Regions from separate parts of the Pan troglodytes genome. Here region 2 is linked to region 1. Evidence: chromatin contacts called from public Hi-C data. All regions are on one chromosome and are shown on one strand. Each heading gives the region's core, a stretch centred on a gene start, on an enhancer-like site or on the middle of the called end of the contact. The rest is flanking DNA. Distances are from core to core; before and after follow the strand shown. Region 1 holds the start of RNF217 (ring finger protein 217). Region 2 has its middle 55 kb from the start of TPD52L1.

Evidence for each region. A called contact is a pair of places that touch in the nucleus more often than the background predicts.
Region 2: a contact with region 1 is called in a Hi-C map of stem cell-derived neural progenitor cells, with 5 times the contacts expected there. The contact joins the enhancer-like site here to the promoter of RNF217 in region 1. A contact is called at or near these places in 1 of 7 Hi-C or Micro-C datasets (stem cell-derived neural progenitor cells) and 1 of 1 datasets of contacts at active chromatin or transcription factors (stem cell-derived excitatory neurons).

Annotation. Positions count from the first base shown.
Region 1 is chr5:136,838,100-136,844,932 of NHGRI_mPanTro3-v2.0_pri, forward strand. RNF217 (ring finger protein 217) reads left to right here and starts at 2,040. Exons shown (of 5, transcript XM_054686920.2): 1 at 2,040-3,510. The coding sequence starts at 2,629. It overlaps LOC104006968 (a long non-coding RNA gene), which reads right to left and starts at 3,393. Exons shown (of 9, transcript XR_010158180.1): 1 at 3,313-3,393.
Region 2 is chr5:136,978,556-136,985,404 of NHGRI_mPanTro3-v2.0_pri, forward strand. No RefSeq gene overlaps it. Among named protein-coding and RNA genes, the nearest start is that of TPD52L1, 55 kb to the right of the region's middle. Within about 2 kb of position 4,661, at least 16 of the 24 cell types and tissues checked have an H3K27ac peak or open chromatin away from gene starts, as enhancers often do. A contact at or near this core is called in stem cell-derived excitatory neurons and stem cell-derived neural progenitor cells, where this site is marked.

The sequences.
Region 1 (6,833 bases), core at 790-3,289:
GAAGTCTGGATTTTAGGGAAGGTACACAGTTCACTGCAGATTAGGACATTTTGAGGCTTTATATTGGTAGGAGCAGGATATTAGTGATAGTACTTACGTTGTATCAACAGTTGTGTACAACCTGAGATGGAGCAGATGGTTTGAGTTTTGAGAATATTAAGCTTGTGGCAGATAAATGGAATTTTTGCTAAAATATTAAATATTGGTTAATAAAATGTTTTCTACCAATCCTTCTTTAAAAAATTAATCCCATCGAAACAATCATTACTGGTGCTTCATGCACTTCAGAGAAAATTCATTGTGGAACCACCATGTTAACTTTTCAATTTAATTCACTTCCATGCTGCTGGAGTCCCATGAGCACTAGATTGAATGCCAGGGGTGGTGGGTCAAGGATTCAGGCAAGTTTGGGCCAATCTGGAGGGTGGAAATAGGGAACCACATATTATTCTATTTTCACAAAGGCCCAAAGAATTCTGTAGGGAAGAAGTCATGGCAAAATAAAGGGCTGCAGTTTTAAGCAGCAGAGATATGGGCGGCCATCATGAGTCCCAGCAGGGACTTCTAATGGGTTTGGTGTAGAGGACAGCCACTTCCAGTAAGCTGGAACCTAAGGGATAAGGAATAAAATGGTAAACACTGGAAGAACAAGTTCTCAGAATACGAGTGAAAAATGTGTGTGAGGAGGGGTTCCCAAAACTATAAGAGGACTTTGAGGGGTTTTATTCCAATAGACGCTGTGGGAATATACTTTTTGGCATCCATTATTGTTACTCTGGTCTTAGCCTGTTGTCACCTGGAAAATGCAGATTACTTTTATATCTCTGGAAAGAATAGTGGCTTGGTCATCAGATGGCACACTCAAAAGGCACACATAAGTAGGTTTCTTGTCTCTGTCTTTAAAACAATAAGCACTTAAAGTATCATTTGGAGAAAACAGCAGTTACCAGGAAATCACTTAGCTGAGATAAAAAAGAAAAGAATCCTCGAATAGCATTTAATCTTCAAAATAAGAATTTTCCATTCTTGGGTCAGACCGATAGATGACATGGCATTTAGACATCGAATTCATACCTTTGCTTGCAACTGAGCCTCAGACACACATATATGATGGAAATGTTCTTTGGCATTACACTGCTTTCTTAGTTTGCATCGCTAGTCACCTTTGTATCATTTGCATCTGATTTGGAAAATATTTTAGAACAACCCAATAACAACTTCGAGATTAAAAAATAAAATTCTACACACTTTACAGTTCCTTGCTATTACATGAATGTGTAAATTGAATTCCCTCTCAGGAGAAAAAAAACAAGGGCTGGCTTCCCAAAAATGTTTTCACTGGCTTTAGGGAACTAAAACACCAGTGTCTGGGTGAGTAAGTAATACTTCCTGTAAAATAAAGATAGATCAACACATAATTAAGTCCTGGCTCACATATAATTGTTGTTTTGGAAACAGTTTTGAGGATAAATATGGTTATGCTAATGAAACTGCCCATGATTTCCACTAATGATCCAGTTTATTAATTAGGTCAGGACATTTTTCCACCTTGTGCTATATTTTGGAATGCTGAAAAGGGTTAAAAAAAAAAAAAAACTTCTAAGAGAACACTGTAGGCGAAGAAAAAGAGACAAATCTTAAATTAGTTATCAACTCTTGTAAGGATTCCAGTTGGAGGAGTAGATCGAAAGTGCTTTTTCGATTATTTATGGGTTTCGAAGATTCTTCCTACTCCACTAGGCAGAAAAACAGAGTTGTAATATACAGCATTTAGAATTCATAATCCTTAGCATTATTTCTCTGAACTGGACATCCTAAATAGCCAGCGTTTACTAATTCCAGAGCTGAGTGTAGTTTTGTAGGAAGTTCTACTGAATGCGGAGACCAAAGGGGAGCCTGCCTGCTCTGAGGGTTTTGTTGAGGCTGAGTGTGAACTCCGGGCGAGAAAGCGCATCTCAGCTCTTAGATCACACCCACTCAGGGTGTGCGTGTGTGTGTGCGCGGGTGCCTGCGCGCGTGTGTACGTGTGGGGAGGTGTGCGCCAAAGGGGTGGGGTGAGGGGCGGCGAGGAGGGCTGTAGGTGAAGCGCGGGGAGAGGGAGGTCGCCCGCTCCGGCCTCTCCCCCAGGGGCCCTGCGACTGGCCAGCGCTCCGGCTGCACCTCCTGGTGCGCGCCGCGGCGGCGCCACAGGCCCCTCGACCCTTTGACCACCGCCCTCGGGCCGCGCGTCCGGCAGCCGGGACCGGTGATGGCGCGGGACTGACGGCCGTCTCCTCCCAGACCCCTCTGTCCCGCCTGGGGCTCGCTGGGGCTGCGGCGCCGCCCCGAGCTGCATGTGGGGCGGGCGCGCCCGAGCCCAGAGCGAGCGGCCCTCGGCGCCCCCGAGGCGGTGCCCCGCCGCGCCAGAGTACGAGGAGGAGCGGCGGGCCGGGCCAGGCTCCCCACGCGCCGCAGCCTCGGAGCACGGGCTCCCCGGAGGGGACTTGGGGCGTCCCAGCCCAGGAGGAAGGACCCGGAAGCAGAAGCGGAGCCGCGAGTCGAGCCGAGCCACTGCCCCCGCTGCCCGCCGGCGCCGGGTGGGGGTCCCGGTGGCTGGATGGGCAGCGGCGGCGCGGGCCGCGGGCGGCGATGGGCGAGGAGCAGAGCACGGTGAGCGGCGGCGGCGGGCCCCAGGAGTCGCAGACCCTCGCCAGTGGCACTGCGGGCCACCCTGAGCTCCCGAGGCCTCAGGGGGACAGCGCCCGGGCGCCCCCGCTGCGCGCCGCCTCCGCGGAGCCGAGCAGCGGTGGCTGCGGAAGCGACTGGGGCTGCGCGGACACCAGCGCCCCGGAGCCCGCGAGGAGCCTGGGGCCCCCGGGCTGGAGTAAGAGCCGAGCACCGGCGCAGCCTGCGGGACTGGCACTCACCGGGCCTCTCAATCCCCAGACCTTGCCACTGCAGTTGGAGCTGGAGGAGGAAGAGGAGGAAGCTGGGGATGGAAAAGAGGGAGGGGATGAACAGCAGGAGGCGCCCCCCGGCGAAGAGCTGGAGCCCAGGACCCGCGCGGGGGCCGCCGACGGACTGGTCCTGGACGTGCTGGGTCAGCGGCGCCCGCCCCTCGCCAAGAGACAAGTCTTCTGCTCCGTGTACTGCGTGGAGAGCGACCTGCCCGAGGCCCCCGCCTCGGAGCAGCTCTCGCCGCCCGCGTCGCCACCTGGGGCTCCGCCAGTGTTGAACCCTCCCAGCAGCCGCTCTTCCTTCCCCAGCCCCCGACTGTCCCTCCCAAAGGATTCCCTCTCCCCCGACGGCGGCAGCATCGAGCTGGAGTTCTACCTGGCGCCCGAGCCGTTCTCCATGCCCAGCCTGTTGGGAGCTCCAACCTACTCTGGCCTGGGCGGTGTAGGGGATCCCTATGCGCCCCTCATGGTGCTGATGTGCCGGGTGTGCCTGGAAGACAAGCCCATCAAGCCCCTGCCTTGCTGCAAGAAGGCCGTGTGCGAGGAGTGCCTCAAAGTCTACCTGAGCGCCCAGGTAACTTCACCCCCTTCTCTTCCCCATTTATCATTCCAAATCACTGGCGAGGAGGTCCTGCTCTCGATCTGATCTCCCTGCTCGCGCGAAGAGGTGACCGACACACTTACTGAGGATCTCTGTTAGTTTCTCACGTCTCAGTTGTTATTTAAGTGTATTTTGACCTCACTGGTTTACTTAACTGGAATTTAACCTTGCTGTGAACTTCAGGCTATGGTTGGCATGTGTAGAAGGCACAAGATACACGTTGTTGCCCTCCTCTTATTTCTTATACAGGATTGCAAGCACAAGCTTGCTCAAAGGAGGAGAGGAAGAGACTGCCTCATCGGCCTGGTATCCCAGAAACTAACAAGCAGTGGGCATAGAATAAATATTTATGGAGCTGGTGGAGAAAAGAATTGGAATAAATATTTCAGACCCATAATACATGAATTTGTAATTTTGCTTCATTTGTATATTCCAGGAAAGAGTGAATGTTTAAAAAAATGTATCCCTTGGCCTTTGCCTACTTTTCAGTTTCCTTTTTCCACAGTAAAGTTGAAGTACTTTTTTTTCACTGAGGTTTTAAGCCAGCACTCTTTAAGAGGGAAGCAAAACAGAAAGAGCAAAACAAAGCAAAGAGAGGCTAAGAGGTTTCTCAGAACAAGCACTGGTGAAACTTTCCTCCTCTGCTTTTATTTGAAAACTTGGTTTTTTTTCTTGGAAAGCTTGAGAGTGCACCAGACCAGCTTTCCTTCACTGACGGTGAATGCGTTCTTCCAGCAGTTTTCAATCTGTGATGTTTCTGCCAGTGTTTTGCACAATCCTGGATGCCCTTTGATCCTGTGTCCAATTGTCCTAGGCCTATTCATCTTTCAAAACCCTGTGTGTTCAGGTGCCAACTCTTCTGTGAAGCGTTGCCTCACCCTCCAAGTCACTGCTTATATACTTTCACAGTATCTTATATTATCTTACATGCACTGAAGTTGTTTCTTTCGTGTCTGCTTGTCTTGTTAGACTGTCTGGACAATGTCTTAGAGTCCCATATGTGGTAGCTTCATGTTGAGTCCCTTGCCCATCATAGTGTTTTTAATAACATTGGCTGGGACAAACTGAACAGGGCTCCATACCATGTGATTCCTCTATGTTTTTTGGCTAACTCATGCTTGGGTCTAGACTGAAAGTGTGTACAGTCCCTAACTAAAAATGCAAACAAAGACTTAAAACGGTATGTTACATAAACAGTAAATTGGCTAAAATAGTTGGGATTATTTAAAAGCCTCTGAGAGACTGTTGTTTCTTTCATGCTTTATCTACAGAGATTCTTAAAACAGGAGGAATGTCTGCTGCTGGTTGTGGTAGTTTCTGTATCATCATCCTCAAAACAGATTTCGCTGCCCTGCGATGGGATTCAGACATTTCCAAAATATAAGCCCGCCTCCAGGGAAGTCACTGTGAGAGCAGATGTGTACAAAAGAACAATACAAGGTAGCATGGGAGGAGATGTCAATAGAGTAACAATTCCAGATAGCACTTCCTGTTAAATGCTGGATACACATTCCAGAAATTCAAGGGAGGTAGTCATTGTGGCTTGGGGTACTTTACCTAGCAGTTTGGTTTCCTTATGGTGGGCCCTTTCCCCAAAGCAGTTTTCTTTTTCTTTATTAAACCTCATAAGTTAGTTTTAGGAAGTTTTAGTAATGGTAGTAGGGAGACAGAGGGACATAGTCAAGTGGTCATTGCAGTGTACAGTACAACCACTAAAAACTCCTCTGCAGTGACACAGTATCTGAAGCTTGTCTGCAGCATTTCTGATTGTATGTATGTGCCTGACTTTCTTCCAAAGTATTTGCTGGGACTTTCAATAAATAATAATATACATTATTGGCCGGGGGCGGTGGCTCACGCCTGTAATCCCAGCACTTTGGGAGGCTGAGGCAGGTGGATCACCTGAGATCGGGAGTTCAAGACCAGCCTGACCAACATGGTGAAACCCCGTCTCTACTAAAAATACAAAATTAGCTGGGCATGGTGGCGCATGCCTGTAATCCCAGCTACTTGGAAGGCTGAGGCAGAAGAATCACTTGAACCCAGGAGGCAGAGGTTGCAGTGAGCCAAGATCACACGATTGCACTCCACCCTGGGCAACAGAGTGAGACTCCTCTCAAAAAAAAAAAAAAGAAGAAGAATATACATTATTTAAAATAATAAACAGCAACAAAAAGATGAGTCATAGATACCGGGCATGCTTTCACCTCAGGGCTTTTGTACTTGGTTTTACCTGTTCCAGGAAGGTTCCCTCCATGGCCCTCTTATCTGCTCACTGCACTCCTTTTCAGGGCTATATTCAAATGTCATGCCCTGTGACTTTCACTGACCACCCTTTTAAAAATTGAGCCTCACCCCACGCTCTCTCTCTTTTTTCCTGCTTTTTATTTTCTCCATAGCACTAACATACTCTGTCTTACACTTAAGTAATTAAGTCAAGACAGAAGTTTTCACATTATTTGTACACGTCTGTATCTTTAGCATCTACAGCGTTGTCTGGTATATAACAGATGGGCAACTAAAACCTACTGAATTTATGAAAGGCCTGAGATTGCCCCAGAAACCAAGGCTAGGAAGTGGTGTTCTGCATTGGCACTAAATTCTATTCTGAGCTTCTTGATACTTAAGACAAAAGACAAAGGGCTTAAAGCGGACAAAAGTAACAGGTTTGCTAAGTTGGTTATTAAACTTAGAATTAAAGAGCTTAGATAAACTTTGAGCTTATACATAAAATAGCCTTTTTTTAGTTGGTTAAAAATACAGGATTGTGGTTGTAATATTTTTGATCTGTGTCAATTCTATGGTCCCTTCTACTCAAAGGTTGTGTTTCTCTGTCACTTAACCTCTCTATGCCTTAATTTCCTCATCAATGAAATGTAATTGCAGACAATCTGTAATAACCCACCAGTTCCAAAGCAAAACAAAGTCAAACTGCATGGTTATTTTGTTGCCCTTCTGAACCACATCAAAAGGGCATAGTGAGTGCTTTCTTTCTCATCTTAAAAGGTCTCTTAGGTTTGACAGAAGCAAATGTGTCAAGCCTAAACTTTCAGGGTTCTTAAGACCTTTTGAAAAAAATGATGTATTGAGATAAAGAGTTATTAGTGACCTTTTTCCACCATTTCTTTTAGTTTGTGCCACATAGTGCATTATTTAACATCATTTAAGAAAATAAAAGAGTCCCTATTAAACATTTTATGCCAACATTAAATTGCATATTAAATGTGAGTTGGACTATTGCCTGGTTAACTGAATATTTTTGTAAAAGGAGATGCGCAGTTCTTTGAAAGAAGATG
Region 2 (6,849 bases), core at 3,411-5,910, 140 kb after region 1:
TATATTTCAATAAGGTACTGTTAGGAGACTGGTATTGAAAGTGAAATGATTAGATTATTAGAAATGAAACTCCTGGTAGGCCCAGTTTTAACTCTCAAATCACAATTGAGGTAGGTTTGTGAAGAAGGTAAGAGCGCTGATGCTAGGCTCCTGTATTTAACCCCAAGTTGGCTTCTTTCAGGCTATATAACCTGGGGTATGTTACTTAACCTCTCTGTGACTCAGTTTTCTGTAAATTGGGAATAATAGTGCATGCCTCCAAGGTTAGTTGTGAGGATTAACTGAGTTTTAATACATGCTTAAGCACTTAAAATAGTGCCTTGCTCTTAACAAGCTTTCAGTAAATGTTAGTTCTTATTATTGTTAGTGACCATGCTTCATTTTAAACATGTTGGCCAACACAAAATGATTCATTGATGTCAGTTACAAGTAGCGCAGAATAATAGCTTAGCATCACTCCTAGACGTTGTGTCACGGCTGTGATATGAAGCATTCTAAAAGGCAAATTATTTTAATGGGTAATGCTTAACATGCACATTTCTAGAGTAGCATATTGGTTAAATATAAAGTTTTGCTCAAAGAGTCAATTATCATATGTTAGCTGACATCTATTGTTTTGTCCTCTGAGTAATTCTGTCTCACTCACCCAACCATGTTGTTCATTAGGGAGTTGCCATCTTTTCTCATGCTCCCCCCAATCAATGAAACCAGTTGGTTCACAGAGGGACACCCAAGTCAAGTTAAGCCAATTAATCCCCTCCCTAGGATTTTTGAACTTGAGACAATAAAAAGCCTGTCCCTATCCCCTTTTAATGATGCAGCTGTGAAATGTGAGCTTGGAAGCTTCCAGAAGCTATGTTTCTGCCACCTAAAAGAGATGGTCATGTGACTAAAGTGATTCACTTAAAGCCAAAGAATGACAAAGATTGCCAACAAACACCAGAAACTGGAAGAGACAGGGAAGGATTCTCCTCTAGAACTGTCAGAAAGAGCATGACCCTGCCAACGTCTTGATTTCAGACTTCTAGCCGGTAGAACTGTGAGACAATACATTTTTCTACTTTCGATCCCCTCAGTTTAGAATGAAGCTGCTGACAGAGAGAAAGTGAGATGAAGCTGGAACAATCTTGGCAGCATTCTCAGGAATCTCCATCATACCAGAGACCTCATTGTTCCTCTGTTTTTTCCAAGCATTTGTTTATGTGAGCTACGGCCTGCGTTCTTTTTCCCATAGTTTTCACAACAAGCTTCTCTGGCCTTCTACCAATACGGTGGCTGAATTCTGACAGCAACATCCCAAATAGACTGGAAATTGAAGCTACCATTTTCTTTTCTTTTTTTTTATTTTTATTTATTTATTTTATTTCATTTTTTTTTTTTTTTTTTGAGGTGGAGTCTCGCTCTGTTGCCCAGGCGGGAATGCAGTGGTGGGATCTCGGCTCACTGCAAGCTCCACCTCCTGGGTTCATGCCATTCTCCTGCCTGAGCCTCCAGAGTAGCTGGGACTACAGGTGCCCGCCTCCACACCTGGCTAATTTTTTTTTTCTTTTTGTGTTTTTAGTAGAGATGAGGTTTCACCATGTTAGCCAGGATGGACTCCATCTCCTGACCTTGTGATCCGCCCACCTCAGCCTCCCAAAGTGCTGGGATTACATGAATGACCCACTGCGCCCAGCAGAAGCTACCATTTTCTTAAAGCCTGGGCCCCAAAACTGGTACCACACCATGGAAACAGTCGCAGCAGATCATGAAACTTGTCCCTGTCTCCTGGCCTAAAGAGATTGACTGTCTGAGGCACAGTTGCCATTTATTCATGCAACAAATATTTTTTGAGTACCTATTACATGCCAGACACTGTTACAAGTCATGGTTATAGATTAGTGAAGAAGAGACAAAAAAAAGTCTGCCATAGGAAGGTTACGTTCTAGTATAGGAATCAGACAAATAAGCAAAATAAGTAAATTATAGAAGTGAAAGGGAGAAAAATAAAGCAGGGGAAAGTGATAGATAGTGGGGGTAAAAGGGCATGGGCTTCTGGGAAGGTAAAGTTTGAGCAAAAGTATGAGAGGTGAGAGAGCTGTACTGATGAGCTAACAGGGCATTCTAGGCAAAGCAAACAGCAGAGACAAGGGCTCAGAAAGGCAAGACTCCAGAGCAGCTGGAATAGAAGGAGAGGAGATGAGTATAAACAGAGAGGTGGGGGCATTGCTGCAAATGTAGGTGGGTAACTGTAGTGCATTTGCATTCAGTTTGAGCGAGATGAAAAGTCCACTGAAGTTTGTAGACAGAAGGGTGCTATGGCCATCCCTAGGTCCCAACAGGATCATTCCGGCTGCTGCAATGAGACTAGAGTGAAGCAAATGGACAAAAGAAAAAGGTACAGATCAGCTGGCCAGAAGGACAGCTCCAAAATGAATAATGGCCCTATTCTTCTTCACACAGCTGGACTTCTCCCCATCTTTGCTAATGAAAACCAAATCACTTCCTTGGTAATAGTTTACTTTTTCTCTGTATTCATTCAATAAATAGCTATTGAGCACCCATAGGAGGATGCCCATGTTATCATGGATCCCCAAAAGAGAATGGCATATCTCTATGTGAGAGTCAAACTCACAATTTTTTTCAAAATTCTCAAAAGTTGGTCCAGAAAAAAAGTTACACAGCTATTTTACGCTTGGCCAAAAATATTTTAGTGGACTTCGGCATTCAGACCTTCAGATATGTAAGGGTGAGAATTGCAGCCTTTGGGGCATGGATATGAGGTGCCCAAGACAAAAACCTGGAGTTCGTCCTGTCTGGCTATCTTTCACCCAACCTAGCTCAGTCTGTCATCAGCCCTCTCAATTATATCTCCTAAATAACCTCTCTATTCACACCTTCACCCTTTAATTCAGATTGTCCTTCTTATTCAGATAATGGCAAGCATTGGGATTCTTGCCTTCAGGCTTCCCCTCTGTTTGGCCCATGCCTGTGATGTGACTGGCCATAGGCACTGTCCACTGCATCCTTCACAGTGCTATTAGGGTGATGCTACAAAAACACAATCTGATTTTATCACTTCTGTCTCAGGATGGGGTTTTCTGAGAAGCAGATTCCTAGATGGAAATTTGCATGCAGGAGGCTTATTGCTAAGGTTTACTGCACATCTGTGAAGGAGTGAAATAAACAGGATTGGGCAGGGAGAGAAACTAGACTGCAATGAAGTCCCCACACAGGCCTGAGCTCATCAGCCGTAACCTATCAGCCGGAAGCTGGGAAGGCTCTGCAGAGAGTTGTCCCAAATTGAAATGAGAGTAAGCCTTAACACTCTGCATAGATCAGTCATTGAATGGGAGCTGCCCTTGGAAGCATGACTTTGGGAGGAGGTGACCCTTTCAGCTGAGAACACTCCAGAGTGGGTTCAGCTTAGAACTGTCAGTCATCAACACTCTCAGGCTGGGCAGTGAACGAATCAGCCCCCGGAGTGGGTGGGTGGGATGAGACAGAGTAGCTTGGGTCAGGAGGAGAGGTGTGGAGAAAGGTGAGGGGTGGAGGTGGAACCTGGATAGCACGTTCCAAGTTAACCTCTCCAGTCCTTGCTCACTGTTGAGACATTGGGACCCCCCCCAATCCCCGACATTAAACAGAACTCTTCCTTCCACCATGCTCTATTAATATAATCACCAACAGATTGGTTATTTATTTTTGCTTATATTATGCATGAGGCCCTCTAGCAAGAACGTGAATTCCATGAGGTCACGGATCATGTTCTATTCATTTTTGGGTCCCCTGCACCGTCTATGGTAACTGGCAGGTACATCATAGGCATTGAAACGTTTGAGGAACAAATTACAAAACTATAAAACAAAAAAGTTTTATAAGAGACGTGCCCAAGACGCCTCAACTTCAGAATGGTGAAGCCAGCGATTCCAACTGGGTCTCCCTTCTCCAGAGTTGTAAGTGCACTAGGTTAGAATCAGCGGAGGAGTGGGAAATGGGAAGAACACGAAGCTGGAAATGGGAAACCTTAGTTCCAGCCTTGGTTTTCATCCTCCAACTGGCATGCTAACTTGCCCTCTCTGGGCTTCCTAGGTCTCTTATTCCTTATATTGGAGGTGTTGTTATGGATAATTTCAAAACAAATCTTTATCTAGCGCCTACTATGCGTTCACGTAGTCTGTTCACGTGTATGTAATCCTTACAACCCCTCTGTGGTGTTATTAGTATCCTCGTTTTATAAACAATGTGGGAAAGAAAACAACAAAGCTAAGCCCAGCTAAACTAAAAAATAAAAAATACAGTTCAATGGTTTGTTTGAGGTCACATAGCAAAGGCTCAACTCAAACTCAGGTCTCCTGCTTGCCAGTCTGCGGTTCCTGCCATGGGGAAATTCTGTTATCTTTGAAGAAAATAATAAGTAAGGGAAGAGAGAGATGCCCTTTCACAACTGCAAAATTCTCTTCTCCCCAATTTCCAGCTCCCATCATCAACAAAGAAAACCACGAAAACAAAAACAAATCCGGATTGCCTTTGTCCATAGTATAGAGGGCGGGGCGGGGGCGGGGGCGGGGGCGGGGGCGGGGGCGTCGGCGAGGGCGTCGGCGAGGGCGTCGGCGGGGCTGCAGCCTCCACGCAGAGACCGCTGACGGCTCCGCGCCGCTCAGTTGATCCCTTCCCAGCGCATGGAGCGGGAGACTAAAGGCCCACTGCCCATGGCTGCGAAAACCTTCCTTCGGGAACGCGGAGCTAGTGCACGGGGGCATGTTCTTCCCCCGCAGCCCCGGCAAGCAGAGGCCGGCGGCCTGTGGCGCGGGGCAGTTGTGCTGGCTGCCGGGCGGGGCTGCTCTGGGTCTGGGTGCACGGAGAGGAGCGCGGAGTGAAGCGCACGGTGCACACTGCGGGGCGCTGCTTGTCACCTCCCTGCCCCTGCCTCTGCCCTCCCCCGCTGTCCGGAGCACAGTCCCGGGAGGGCGGATGTCCCCTGGGAAGATGCGCGAGGAGAGCGACTGGGAGGCAGCTAGCAGCACCTGCGTGTGGGCAACACGACCCGAGGCTGTCTCCATTGCCTGCGTGCTGAAAGCATAAAAGCTTTTTTTTTTCTTTTTTTGAGGAAGTAAATGTGTAAATTAAATTACTTTGGTGGGGGTTAGAAAACAGTTTCCCTCAGTGTCATGGTGACATCTTCCATCTGCCAGTTCACTTTTCATAAACCTGCTGATACATTTTCTACATCTCATTAAAAAGGTAACCCAAAAGAAAAGTAACGGAGGGAGAAGGAGATGAAAGGGAGAGAGAAAGGAAAGACAAAACGAAGAGAAAGTTAAAAAAAAAAATAGACTAGGAAAGAGGGCCCACCAGGAACCAGGAGGAGCCCTGGGGATGGGGTCGGGACGAAAGCTGGCAAGAATTTCGGCTGACTGAGTTCCTTTAACAAGTAGAAACGTGCGGGGTTGTGTGCGATTTTCCTGGAAAATCCTCACAACCCTATGAGTTAAACATTATTCCCATTTCAGAGATGAGGAAAGTGAAGTCAGGACAGAGTTGCATCATCAATCTGATTTGAATACCAAGGGCAAGTTTTTTCCCACTACATCACGGTATCCAGATCCGTTTTAAACTATTAGAATCACCGTTGTTGCATTATTTATTACCCTTGACAGAGACTGAATAACCTCCCCCATCACAGAGTCTGCAAGGACAGAGGTGTGATCTAAACCTGGGCCTGGGAGCCCTGAGCTATCAAGCTAGACTGCTTCTGAGAGCCCTTCTCTTGTTAACGAGGGACTCTGAGGCAGGGTACCCAAACTGTCCTTTGACATCTGCAACTCTAAAAGAGTAATTGGAAATTGGGGAATAATAAAACAACAGATAGAAGTTTTTGTTCCCATCAAATGAGACAGTGTATATGAAAGTACATAGCATAATACCAGTTATTTTCTTTCTGACATTCAATTCATTGAAAGTTTATTCAATATTACTTATTCAGTTTATTAGTAGTAGTAGTAGTAGTAAGCATGTTTAGGGCCCCTCCTGTGTTATTAGACATACCCTGTATGTGGATCTTGGTGAAGGCTGGGCTCCAATCCTGGTCTTGTGGAGAGTACTAGGCAAAGATTTAGGACAAATGGATTCCTATCTTGAATTCTTACATTAATTTGCTCTGTGATATTGGCATAGCCACATACCTTCCCAGACTTTGGTCTAAAATCAAGGAGTGCAAGGGTAATCTCTAAGATCTCTTTCAGCAATTAAATGTGGGTCCATGTAACCTATATTTAAAGTTAGTTCCAACTGTTCAGTTCTATTATTTCTGTAATCCAGACAGGCCCTGTCAAGCAGCTGTGCATCTGCATACTCCCATAGGCAGAGTCTCCGCCTCCTCCTCCTCCTCCTCCTCCTCCTCCTCCTCCTAACTCCTACTTCTCCATCGTCCTCAGCCCCAGCATTTTCTCCTGCTAGATGCCATCCTGCCTGTACCATCCAGGGTGCATCACCATGGCCCCCTCTGTTAAGGACTCTTTGTAAATCACCACTGAGCAAGGCACTTGCATTAGTTTTCTAGGGTAGAAGTAGCAAAATACCACAAACTGGGTGGGTTACAACAACAAACTTAATTCTCTCATAGAGAGCCCTGAAGTCTGAAATCAAAGTGTCAGCACCACTGTTTCCTTCTGGAGGCTCTGAAGGAGAATGTGTTTTTTGTCTCTCTCCTCGCTTCTGGTGGTTGCCAGCAATCCTTGGCATTCTTTGACTTGCTGTATCTTCACTTCACTTCAGTCATTGGATATAGGACCCAACCTTATCCAGTGTCATCTTTGGGGCAGAAATGTGTTCTCTCTAAATTCATATGTTGAAGTCCTAATCCCCACA